Linked DNA regions of Mus musculus: region 1 is linked to region 2. A link is a contact called in public promoter capture Hi-C data. All regions are on one chromosome and are shown on one strand. Each heading gives the region's core, a stretch centred on a gene start, on an enhancer-like site or on the middle of the called end of the contact. The rest is flanking DNA. Distances are from core to core; before and after follow the strand shown. Region 1 holds the start of Mgat2 (mannoside acetylglucosaminyltransferase 2). Region 2 holds the start of Hectd1 (HECT domain E3 ubiquitin protein ligase 1).

Evidence for each region. Promoter capture Hi-C pulls out the DNA fragments that hold promoters and counts their contacts.
Region 1: a contact with region 2 is called in a promoter capture Hi-C map of pre-B cells, with 4 times the contacts expected there. The contact joins the promoter of Mgat2 here to the promoter of Hectd1 in region 2. A contact is called at or near these places in 2 of 39 promoter capture datasets (liver and pre-B cells).

The regions. Positions count from the first base shown.
Region 1 is chr12:69,181,801-69,188,536 of GRCm38.p6, forward strand. It overlaps Mgat2 (mannoside acetylglucosaminyltransferase 2), which reads left to right and starts at 2,358. Exons shown (of 1, transcript NM_146035.2): 1 at 2,358-4,973. The coding sequence starts at 2,854. The coding sequence ends at 4,182. Rpl36al (ribosomal protein L36A-like) reads right to left here and starts at 2,267. Exons shown (of 2, transcript NM_025589.4): 1 at 2,183-2,267; 2 at 934-1,365. The coding sequence starts at 1,336. The coding sequence ends at 1,016.
Region 2 is chr12:51,827,198-51,833,646 of GRCm38.p6, forward strand. Hectd1 (HECT domain E3 ubiquitin protein ligase 1) reads right to left here and starts at 2,339. Exons shown (of 43, transcript NM_144788.2): 1 at 2,006-2,339; 2 at 155-316. The coding sequence starts at 294. It overlaps Gm5785, which reads left to right and starts at 988. Exons shown (of 4, transcript XM_011244243.2): 1 at 988-1,071; 2 at 1,658-2,032; 3 at 2,093-3,358; 4 at 3,791-6,449. The coding sequence starts at 988. The coding sequence ends at 2,944.

The DNA.
Region 1 (6,736 bases), core at 1,108-3,607, about 17 Mb after region 2:
CTAAGTTTGACTCCTAGCAGTACCACCAATGAAAAAGCTTGCTTTCTTAATTATCTTTACATAGGAGTAAACTTTCTACATAGGAGTTTTAGATAAACATGTTAGATCCCCTGTAATTATACTTACAGACAATTGGAAGCCACGTAGATGCTGGGGATGTTTTGCAAAAAGAGCAGCCATGGGCTGTAGAAATGGCTTATCTGGTAAGGAGCACTGGCTGTTCTTCCAGAGGACCCAGGTTTAATTGGAGCACCCACGTGGCAGCTCACAACTAACGCCAGTTCTAGACCTGATACCCTCACACATGTACACTTCTAGGCAAAGAGTCAATTCACGTGTAAGATTAAAAAAAAAAAAAAAGACAGCCAGGGTTAATAAGCCATCTCTCCAGTCTTAATTATTCTTTACCCCACCCACCAATGAGTCATTTAAATTCAAATTTTATTCCCCTCCTCCCTTTTATGGAATTTTTTTGAATGAGTTACCAAACATGTATCACTGTCCATGGTAAATTAGCCAACATCAACAAGTCTGAAAATATAATGAACAATTATTAAATAATAATTTTCATATAAATTGAAAATACCTAATCAAGTGACCAATTTAATGTTAGTCTCCAAGCCATTCTGAGTGGAAGGATGAAACCTTTGTCAGCAGATCTGGGGAATGAATTCTATGACCATCACATATGTTCTGTGCCCATTATTCTGTAGCTACTGCTTATCTGTATGACTTCTTGTAGGGCACTTAGTACACACTTTGCCTAGCATGCAGAAAGCACTGGGTTCAACCCAACACAGCACCTTAGAAATAGGATATGGTGCAATTCTGTACTTCTAGTATTTAGGAGGCAGAGGTAGACCCAGACTCAAATTATGTTTGAAAACAAAACCCCCTAAATATGCAATCCTACTGAGAATCAAAACACAAGGCTTGGTATCATTAACAGTAACTTTATTCTCTAGCAGGTCATTTCTCTACTGCTTCAGTATTTTCCTCTCAGAGAACACAAGTTTTAGAACTGGATCACTTGGCCCTTCCTCTTCTTGTCGCCTCCCAGTTCAAAATGCTTGCATCTCTTAATGGCCAGCATCCTCTTGGATCTGCAGTTGGGCTCAACACACTCAAGCCTGAGCACAATCTTCTTTGTGGTTTTGGCCTTCTTTCGAAAGATTGGCTTTGTCTGCCCACCGTAGCCACTCTGCTTGCGATCGTAGCGCCGCTTTCCTTGGGCATACAGGGAATCCTTGCCCTTCTTATACTGGGTCACTTTGTGAGGCTGATGCTTGCCACATTTCTTACAGAAAGTCCTTCGGGTTTTTGGTACGTTGACCATGTTTGCAGTAGAAGTGTCTGCGATGAGAACTGTAAGAAAGTTTCAGACATTAAAGATCTTCAAACTCGAAAGTTTTAAACAGGTATAATTTGTAGGAACATATAAAAAAAAAACAGTAATGTTCGAAAATTTGTGAACCCACCAAGTACTCATTTCCCACGTGAATAAAAGGCCAACACGCAGCTGAGTGGATGAGCACTGGCTTAAACACCGGGGTTCAATCCTTACCACTTCAAGCCTATAGAAAAACTGTTTTTTGTTTTTTTAAACTAAAACGAGGCATTAACAGTTAAAAACTCAGACCTGATGGAGTGTGTCCTGGGAGGCTGAGGCAGAGGATTGCTAGTTGAGGTCTGCCTTAGCGTCCAAAGGAACTGACACTTGGAGTGGCCATTACAGTTCTCCCCAAACCAGCGTCCAATTTCTTAGGTCTCACTGCAAGGACAACGCAGTGGCGTCCGGGTAGAGAAGTTTTGCTCGGACTACCCCACAGCAATTCCCTCCGTTTTCTAGCTACGAATGGCTTACAACGAAATATAGTCGTTTCTGCAACAACCGGGCTCGTTCCTTCCCCCCAGCCACGTCAGTCTGTTTTGGCTTCACCCCCTCTAAAGCACCGTCACTCTCCAGCGGGCCCGAAGGCTGACGTGTCGTTAGCAGCCAGCACGCCTCGCCGCCCGGGAGCCGCCATGCTGGAGCGGTCTCTTCCGAGAGAGCCGCGGGCTGACCTCAAGCCGCGGCGGGCAGCACCTGCCCCTTTCCGACGCCTCAAAGAGCTAGGTCGGCTCCGGCTTCCAGGCGACCGCGGTCCCCAAGGAAGCAGCTACCGCTCTGCTCCAGACTTACCGAGAGACCGGCCGCCGCGATCCCCGACTCAACCGCACGCGCCGAACAGGAAAGGGACGAACAGAGCGGAAGTCGGAACTGAACCTGAGCGACGGGAATGCGAACCAATAAGCAGCGGCCTCCTCCGGAGGCTTCTGAGAAGCGCCAATCAGCGCCCGGCGGGGCGGGGCGGGGCGGAGGGTGTGGGCCGGAGGGCCCGGGCGCTCGCAGGCCAGTCGCGGCTTGTCAGAGCGGTCGCTGCCGGAGCGGGGCGAGGCTGCGGCGTTCGGTGTCGCCGTTCCGCCGTGCGAGCAAGGATGAGCGCGCAGAGGACGCAGAGCCACGGGCAGCGCAGGTAAAGGAATCACGGTGTCGGCGACCGCGGCGGGGCTTCTTCCGGGACCCCCGGGTGCTGAATGGAGAGGACCGAGGCGACGTTGAGCCGCGGCTCGTAGCGGCGGGGCGGCTGCCGGAGCTGCAACTGCCAGAGAGGATGCGCGGAGCCCGGGCGGCGCGAGGCAGTTGAGAGCCTTCGGGCCCCAGGACGCCGGAGCCCGGGATGAGTTAGCGAGGGCCGCCGCGGGGGCCAGTTCCTAGGGCTGCAGGCCAAGGCGACGGCGCCGCCCGCCCGCCCCTTCCGTGCAGAGGCCGCCAGCTTCTTTTCCGCGCCCGCGCTCCGGGCCCTGGAGACCATGAGGTTCCGCATCTACAAACGGAAGGTGCTAATCCTGACGCTCGTGGTGGCCGCCTGCGGCTTCGTCCTCTGGAGTAGCAATGGGCGACAAAGGAAGAGCGACGCCCTTGGCCCGCCGCTGCTGGACGCGGAGCCCGTACGGGGTGCGGGCCACCTTGCTGTGTCCGTAGGCATCCGCAGGGTCTCAAACGAATCGGCCGCTCCTCTGGTTCCCGCGGTCCCGCGGCCGGAGGTGGACAACCTAACGCTGCGGTACCGGTCCCTGGTGTACCAGTTGAACTTCGATCAGATGCTGAGGAACGTCGGTAATGACGGCACCTGGAGCCCCGGGGAGCTGGTGCTGGTGGTCCAGGTGCATAACAGGCCGGAATACCTCAGGTTGCTGATAGACTCGCTTCGCAAAGCCCAGGGTATTCAGGAAGTCCTAGTCATCTTTAGCCATGACTTCTGGTCCGCAGAGATCAACAGTCTGATCTCCAGGGTGGATTTCTGCCCGGTTCTGCAAGTGTTCTTTCCGTTCAGCATTCAGCTGTACCCGAATGAGTTTCCGGGTAGTGACCCTAGAGATTGCCCCAGAGACCTAAAGAAGAATGCAGCTCTGAAGTTGGGGTGCATCAATGCCGAATACCCTGACTCCTTCGGCCATTACAGAGAGGCCAAGTTCTCACAAACCAAACACCATTGGTGGTGGAAGCTGCATTTTGTATGGGAAAGAGTCAAAGTTCTTCAAGATTACACTGGCCTTATACTCTTCCTGGAAGAGGACCACTACTTAGCCCCAGACTTTTACCATGTCTTCAAAAAGATGTGGAAACTGAAGCAGCAGGAGTGTCCTGGGTGTGACGTCCTCTCTCTAGGGACCTACACCACCATTCGGAGTTTCTATGGCATTGCTGACAAAGTAGATGTGAAAACTTGGAAATCGACAGAGCACAACATGGGGCTAGCCTTGACCCGAGATGCATATCAGAAGCTTATCGAATGCACGGACACTTTCTGTACTTACGATGATTATAACTGGGACTGGACTCTTCAGTATTTGACTCTAGCTTGTCTTCCTAAAATCTGGAAAGTCTTAGTTCCTCAGGCTCCTAGGATTTTTCATGCTGGAGACTGTGGTATGCATCACAAGAAAACATGTAGGCCATCCACCCAGAGTGCCCAAATTGAGTCATTATTAAATAGCAACAAACAATACCTGTTTCCGGAAACTCTAGTTATCGGTGAGAAGTTTCCTATGGCAGCCATTTCCCCACCTAGGAAAAATGGAGGGTGGGGAGATATTAGGGACCATGAACTCTGTAAAAGTTATAGAAGACTGCAGTGAGGAAAAAAAATATCACAATTGCAAAAGCAAAAGTGACAGTCTTCTATTTTTTATATTTGTCTCAATGGGATATACAATTGAATAAAGGTATAGGAACCGGCCTCTGCTTTAATACATAAACTTCTTGTAAAAGGTGTCCAGATACATAGCAATCCTTTCCAGTTAGGACTGATTAAAATTTCAAACTGAAATTTTCATTTTGGGACTGGGTTTTAAAATTCAGTCTATCTGCTTAAAAGTAATGATTAGATTATTGATAAAAAAAGAAAGGGGAAATTTTATTTAAATCACATCTGTTAATCTTTTTATCTAAAACTTTGTATACTTTTCCACTTTCAAAAGTTATTTTAAGTATATCAAGATTTATTTAAAACTGTCAACAACAGTAAAAAGTATTACAATGAAATCACTAGAGTATTTCTGGGACAGACCCAGTTTCACTATTGACACAGTTATTAGAAAGGAATCCTTTGGTTCAATAACTCAGAAGTTTTAAGTTTGTTAAGCATCCTGTCGGAAGAGTCATTTTCAGTATTACTGATTCCTGTGCTATTGTGTTAAGATTTGCCTGTGCTTTCAACATACATATTACATGATTTCCTTTGGAATGTATTTGATTAATAAGGAAGTTAAAGCAATGTTTTCACCTCAATGTAGAAATACAGTGGTTTTGATTTTTTTCTTCTTAGTGCTGCCAAAATAAAATACTCATTTTTGCATAAAATTCCCTAATCATTTTGCAGAATCTTCTATTTGTATCAATAAAGGCATTCTAGGAGTTTTGAGAATGAGCATCACATCTTAATATTTTCTAGCTATACATTGTATGAGCTTAAAGGAAGCCTGTTCATGACAGTGCATTCTCTTAGGAAGAAATTGTTTGGCTTTCAAATTAGCCAGGCATAGATAATGAGCAGTAAGAAAAGCTGCTGCCTAAGGGAAGTTCTGCCTAAATTGTTTTTGAAGGCCAGAACGATCCAAAGTTCAGTTTTGCCAAGGTACAGCAAAACTGGTGCCAGCCGTAACTGAGATACTCTTAAAAGTACAGTTACAGGAGTAAGAAGCAATCTTGAGGCTTACCTTTCCATGATGTAGAAAAAAAAAATGACAGAGGACTCATTTCTGTGTGAAGATGACTGTTGCTCTTGAACCACTCTCGTACTAGAACTGTTGTGCATTTTCAAGGTGAAGCAAAGTTGCCTGGGCTTTGGCTTTTGAAATGTTTTACCACATTTGTATCCTGTGTGCACGTGTGTTGGTAGTGAATGCTGAAGGTCAGAGGACGTTGGCTCTCTACCCTGTGAGTCTCAGGGACAGAACTCCAGGCACTTTGGTGGCAGGTACCTTTACCACTGAGCTGTCTTACTCTTTGCTTGTTTAAAGATTGGTTTGTGTGCATAGCTCTGGCTGGCCTTGTGTTTATAACCCTCCCACTTGTGCCTTCAGCTGGGATTACAGAGCCCTTTGCATGCAATGCAAGGGTTGTACCCCAAGTGCATAATGTTCAACGTTGCATGGGGAGAGATGTAAACACCTTCTCCAGGATTTACACCCCTGTATAGTATCTTAACCTGATATCACCAGTTCAAAGGACAGAAGAAAGAGGTTTCCAGGAGTGTTCAAAGGCTAGTCATTAGTGGTCTTACCTGAAACAGAACTAGATCAGCTCATGGCCTTGGGCCTAGTGACACCCACAGACATTTCTTCCACTTATATTTTTTATGTTTTTTTTTTTCCATTCTGGTCTAAAATACTTTGTGAGAAAAAAAACCCACAAATCTGTTTGGATCTCCTCTTTGCCTCATTTTAGAAGTTACAAATTGATTTTAAAAATAGTTGGTTTTGATAGAAAAGGCAATTTTTCTGTCAGAACAAAAATGGCCAGGTTTTTGTTTTTTTAATTCCTCTGCTAAATTTATTGTGTGTGGGTATTTTGTCTGCATGTGTATCTGTGTACCACCTGTGGAGGTCAGAGGGCGTTGACTCCTCTGGGACTGGAGTTAACACATAGTTGTGAGCTGCTAGGTGGGTGCTGGAAATTGAACCAGGATCCTCTCAAAGAGCAGCTACTATTAACTAGTGAGCCATCTCTCTAACCTCTTTAGAAATTTTAAACATTCTTTAAAACCAAAAGTTTTTTTTTTTTTTTTTTTTTTTTGGTTTTTCAAGACAGGGTTTCTCTGTATAGCCCTGGCTGTCCTGGAACTCACTCTGTAAACCAGGCTGGCCTCGAACTCAGAAATCCGCCTGTCTCTGCCTCCAGAGTGCTGGGATTAAAGGCTTGCACCACCACGCCCAGCTACCAAAAGATGTTAATACTTTAACTTCCAAGAAATTAGAGTTGGTTTTGAATAATCTTAAAACATTTAAATTTATCTGTATGCATATTGATGTTTTGCCTGCACGTATGTATGCTCACTTGGGCACCTGGTGCCCACATAAGCTAGAGGAGGGCATCAAATCCTCTGACCCTCGAAATTAGGTGGTTATGAGCTATAATGTGGGTGGTAGGGATCGAACCTGGGTCCTCTCAAGAGCAAGGGCTCTGAACTGC
Region 2 (6,449 bases), core at 1,089-3,588:
AGGGTTCCATGAACCACAGACAACTGCAGAAATGTCTAAAGGGGTATTTTAAAGTTCCCTAGCAAAGTTTTCACACAAACTGAAGTCAGCAAATAGCTGGAAACAGATGTCAGCACAGTGGGCGCAGAGGAAGGTGATGCAGGAATGCACTTACGTTTCAAAACAGCGATCCACATTGTCAGACATCAAAAGCAGCATGCATAGCTGCTCCAGGGCTATTAGCTGCATGTCCCTTTCATCTCCCTGTCCCATCTGCAGCCATTCCAGCAACGTATCAGGATCTACATCTGCCATTGTCTTTAAAATGCTCCTTTGCCTAAATTGAAAAAGGGAAACGGGTTTTTCAAACATTTGTTCAGAACTGATCAGCCTGTGTAAAGACTTTTTTCTTGTACATCTGCTTGAACCAAGTTTCTGTAAGGTCCTCAGGTCCTCAAGAGACACACACACACACACACATGCATGTGTATATGTATATACATACAGAGCTATTCTCCAATTTCCATATTGCACTGTGATATGCACACGCACACATACTTGCACACACACAAAATAAGCAAATATATATGCTTTAAAAAAAAAAACTTTCCAGCCGGGCATGGTGGCACACTCCTTTAATCCCAGCGCTAGGGAGGCAGAGGCAGGCAGATTTCTGAGTTCAAGGCCAGCCTGGTCTACAAAGCTGATTTCCAGTACAGCCAGGGCTATACAGAGAAACTCTGTCTTGAAAAAACAAAAACAAAACAACAAAAAAAAACTTTCCAAACTGCAAAGTATTACTTCAAAAAGTATGCTACATATGCAGCAGTCTACTTCCTGGGCTTAATGCAAAAACCCTCAAGGCAAAACAGTTTAACACTGGAATGAATATATGCTGATTAGGTTGCTAGTTAACTAGAAACCAGAGCTGTCTTGGTCAAACACTATGAAACAAGTTTTGGATCCCAGTACTGTTATCACCAATGTCTGTGCCAAAAGGCAAAAAACATGTACAAAAAAGTTCTTTTACCAGTCAACTTCTTCCTGCAACCTCCCCCCAAACTCCACCAAAAATCGGAGCTTCAGATACGGGTCAGATCCAGTAGTTTTAAAGACCACTTTCCAATCCAATTCTTCTTCGGATTGAATTTCCCTTCTCACGAGTTTTGAATTCTCAAACTTACTCCTAAAATATGCCCAAATACAAACAGTAATTAGATATGAAATCTACCTATGCGGAAGTAAATACTGATAAGAACTTCTGGTAATCTAGGCAAATGTTCTTAAAACTTTTTTTTTTTTGGGGGGGGGGCTTGATGCTAAAGTAAATACAACTAACAGGTTACCACCCCCCCCCAGGCAGACGGACAGACAGGCAGACATTCTTTCTCCCATAGGATGGGGCAGTTAGTTTTTATGTAAAAAATTTTTTGAGAAGTAGTCTAGGCAGGCAAGTCATTACAAAAGCTTCTAGATGCCCGACCAAAGGACAGCGTTGCGTCCCACGCAATCCACCTGCCGGTGTGGGAACCTAGAGGCGGGTCGCGGTGGGCACCCATCGGCCGCGCCCGGCGGGGCTGCCCCATCGTCCTCGGCCTGATCAAGGCCGGAGCCGCGACGCTGACAGCCAACCTGGCTAAGTTAGCTACCTGCCTCCGGGCGGAGGGCGAAGTTCTAGAGAAGCAGCAAACCTGCGAGCTCAAGAGGAAGCCGCCGAGCGGCTGGGGTGCGGGTCTCCCGGAACTCGGAGGCCCAGCGGGACGTCCCCGGTCCCCGCCGGGCGGCTGAGCCTTACCAAGGACAAGGAGCGCGTAGCCGGAGCTCCGAAGCCAACAAGCCAAGCCCCGTAAGGCCCGGAGAGGGGAACAAAGGGCCCGATACGCAGAGGCGACGGCGGAAGACCGACCTCACCGCGCTGGGGTCCAGCTCCGCGCCCGCCGCTGGACTCGGCGGCCCGGATCCTCGCGCAGGCCCAGCCTGCCGACAGCGCCTAGCGCCCCCGCCTACCCTGACCGCAGGCTCTTACCCTGGCTCGCCGTACCAAACAGCTCCGGTCCAGCTCCAAGCAGGCCGCGGGCAGAGCCTGGCCCGGCCGCGGCCCTCGAGTTCCTAGGAAACCGCAGGCCGCGCAGGTCGAGCCAGGCAGGCGGCACAGGAAAAGCCGTGTCTCGTCCCTCCCCTTCCTCCGCGGGGACCCGGTGACAAGGAAGCGAGAGGCTCCCCCGAGCGGCGGCAGCCAGCGCGGGTCCCGACCCCAGCACGCGGCTCCTCAGACCCTGCGGTTCAGAGCCAGGTCCGCGCGGGGCCGTCGGCGGCAGCGGGGAGACGCCGCGTCCATCGCCAGCCGGGCGGGGGCAGGAGAAGGGTCGGCCGAGCGCCGGGCGGGGAGGCTGGTGAAGGCCGCGCCGGCGGAGGCGGAGCGAACGCCTCCCGGCCGCCCTGCCCGCGGCCACCTGGGGCGCTGCGGAGGCCGGACCCCGCGGCACGGGGCGACGACGGGGGGCGCCGGGCTCCTTCGGCGGTCGGCTACGGCTCTCCTCAGCCCGGCCTCCCGGCGCCCGAGTCGCCGCGCTGTCAATCCGCGCGCGCCGCCAGCAGCTGCTCCGCGCACGCTCCGCCCGTCTCGCCCGGCGCGAGCCGCTCCGGAGTCCTGCGGAACGGAGGCCACCGTCTCGCAGGCGCTCGGCGTGCCCGGGTCACCCCCTCCTCCGGACTTTTAAAGCCAGCGGTTTACCAGAACGCTTCCCAGCGAGCCTGGGAACTCGGCGAGCGCTGCGCAGCCGGGCGTTATCGCCTCGGCGCAGATGGGACCAGGACGGCTGCGGGAACTCGTGCCTCCTGCCTGCCCACCGTGGAGTCCCGGGAAGCAGCCAGCATCGAGGACTTCCCACACAGTTGCCTTCGGCTCGTGGTCACTTGTACTTCCGTAGTTATTCCCGTCAAACTTTTATTTCATGGGCGTTGAAAAATCAAATACTAGCCGCTGCTAGTGGAGTCCTCACGTAACCGTGACACTAGAGAACTGGAGGCTGGAGTTCAAGGTCATCCTTGGCTACAAAATGAGGTCGAGACTTGTCTGGGCTACAGGGCGGCGACGGTGGTGATGAAGAAGGAGCAGCCAAGGGAGAGAAAAAGAGGAAGAAAAAGACTCCATACTGAACTCATCCTTTGAACAACAACAACAAAATAGCAGTAGATACCTAATTTTAGGAAAGAACTGTATGCAAAGACCGAGGCTAGTAGTTTTCAACCCTGGCGGCACATTAGAGACACCCGGAAAAGTTTTCATTAGAAGAGTTTTAGATCCACAGCAAATTGAACAGAAAGTACAGAGAATAAGTTATGGCTACCCTGTTCTGTATCATGTGTTCCTGGCCAGGTAGGGCTAAGGACAGAGAGTTCCCACTGATCTCTTTGTTTATGGTTTTGCCCTTTCCAAAATATCGTTTCTAGTTGGAATTATTCACTAACACTCTTTAAGGATCCTCTGTGAGTTTTTATAGCTTGGTAGCTCATTTATTTGGTGTTGTGTTGTGTTTTGTTTTGTTTTGTTGTACTGGATTTTTTTATTTGGTTTTGTTTTTTACTTTTTGTTTTTCTTGTTGTTTTGAAGTGGGTATGCTTATGTAACCCTGGCTGGCCTAAAGTCAATATCCTCCTGCCTCAGCTTCCTGAGTATGCTAACAAGAGGGCTTCCTTCCTGAGTATGCTAACAAGTATGCTAACACCTGGCTTGGGAGCCCATTTAATTCTTACTGCTAAATAATAGTAAGTTGTTTAGATGTAACACAATGTGTTTCTTCATATACAGATGCCTGGAATCTACCTTCACAGACTATGAACGGCTCATGCAGAAATTTCCAAAGTTCCCCAACAGGAAAAATACTTTCTAACAATGTAGCTACCACAGGACTGTGGCCAGAACAAATGAAAAACTCTTCAAACCCAAGAATAAGAAAAAACCTTGCCAGGCAGTGGTGGCGCACACCTTTAATCCCAGCACTTGGGAGGCAGAGGCAGGTGGACTTCTGAGTTGAGGCCATCCTGGACTACAGAGTGAGTTCCAGGACAGCCAGAGCTACACAGAGAAACCCTGTCTCAGAAAAGAAAAAAGAAAAGAAAAAAACCTTAATTAGAAATTGTAAAAGACTGGAGACATTTAACCAAGAAGACATCCCAGTGGCTGGCGAGAAAGCATATGAAAGATGCTTAACATTATCTGGCCTTGAGAAATTGAAGATACTCACTGGTGGTCTGTGCGTTTGGTTCCCAGTACCCATATCAGGCAGCTCACATCTGATGCCTCTGGCCTCTACAAGCACCTGCGTTTACATGCATTCACCCACACACAGGCATGCACATGTGCACATAATGTAAAAGTAATTTAAATAAATCTTTGAGGAAAAGAAATTTTAAAATAATACTCTAGAGCTATAGATAACAGCTCAGTTGGTAGGGTACTTACCTACTACACACAAAGCCTGGGTTCTCTGTCCAGGACTGGATAGAACCAGGCCCTAAAACTGGGATTGGTGGGACAGACGGACAGACTTTTAATTTCCATCACAGGCAGAAGAAGCAGTTCAAGAGCTTCCTCAGCTACATAATGAACTTCCTCAGCTACATAATGAACTGGGTTCCAGCCTAGAATACATAGAATGACCGTGTCTGAAGAAGGGAAAAGAGGGCAGAGGGAAGGAAGGGAACACTCGAGACTTCTAAACATCATTAGAAGGGCGAAAAACCAAAGCCCAATAACACCAAACGCTGGAAGGGTGTGATTCAGCCGGAGCGCTCTTGGTACCCGTGGAAAGTAATAGTGCCCCTGTGTAAGATAAAAAAAGGCTCTGGTTTTGTAAAAGCAGGCATGGGCAAAGCCAAGAACCTAGGACCCACATGAAAGCCCACAGGCAGTGACAGGTGCCTGCGGTCCCGGCGCCTCCCGCGGAGAGCTAGGAAACAGAAGAATCACCTGGAATCTTACAGGCCAGCTCTCCAGGGGCGGGGCGTGATGCAGGGCAGAAAGGAGAGAGAGAGAACCAACTCCCGAACCTTGTAGAGGTTTGTTTTCCCTTTAGAAGTTGCTTTATCTATGAGCGAGGCATGGGGGCACCCACCTTTAATTCCTGCACTCAGGAGTCAGAAGCAGGAAGGTCTCTGTGAGTTTGAGGTCAGCCGGGGAAAGCTACATAGTGAGACCCTGTGTTCAACAAGACAAATTTGTTATGTACAAATAACAGGCAACATTCTATCCATGAGTCCTATTTTCTAAGACCTTAAAAAAAAAAAAAAAAGAAAAGAAAGAAAATAGACAATACTTTTTAAAAGGCAAGAAGAGTCTTCTGCTTCTAGATGATTGCTGGGCTAGAGAGAGAGGGAAGTTTGTTGAACCGAAAGTGACAACTTAGAATTGCATATTCTCCAGAACAGGAATAGTAAGGTGACGATTGGGGGCACCTAAGAGTACTGGCTGCTGTTCCAGAGGACTGGGTTTCAGTTCCCAGCATCCACACATGGAAGCTCATATCTGTAATTCAAGTTCTGGGGTATCCTATACCCTCAGACAAACATGCAGGCAAAACACCAATCAATACACATTAAAAAATTAGAAATGACTTAAAAAACAGTAAGATGACCTCGGAGCAAGTTTATTCAACATCCCTGGACATCCACAGATGCCTACCAGAGCCATTGAAGCAGGTCAGGAAGTCCAACGTAATTCAGCTGCTCCAACAATCCAATCCACAGAGGCTCCCATAAAGGTTAGGGTCCTAACCTCCGCACTTACACCAGGCATTCATAGACCCACACTTACACATCAAATAAATAGCTGAGCGAGGTGATGTATGCCTCTAATCTCAGCACACAGGAAGCAAAGAGCTCAAGACCAGACTGGTCTATGTAGTGAGTTCCAGGCTAGTCATGGCTACATAGTGAAACCTTATCTCAAATAAATACATAAATAAGCATATATATGTATATATGTATGTATATGTATATACTTTTACCAAATAATCAGCAGCCACCCTCAATATCTACCCAACGGAGTTGAAAACTTAAGTTCAAACTTAAGCCCAAAGTTGAAAACTTTGAGGGGATTTTGTTTGTTTCATTTTGACTTTTGAGGTCAGGTCTCACTTGGCCCATGATGGCTTCCAGTTCACCATGTAGCTGAGGATGGCCTGCTCCTCTGGGTCTTCTTACCACCACCTCCTAAGTACAAGGATTACAGGCGTGTACCACAGGGTGCATACAGATACTGATGGCTACTTTATTCATAATTGTTAAAATTCAGGGAAAAGACAGAATATATCTCAGCATTGGAAATTTGTGCTTAGTATGTACCAGGCCTTCGTTCCACAAAATACTAGCAACAGAACCTAGAAGCAACTAAGACATCCTTTAATAGATGAATAAACACATACCCTTCAAAAGCTGACATATCACTTATCCATCCATTAGGTACTATT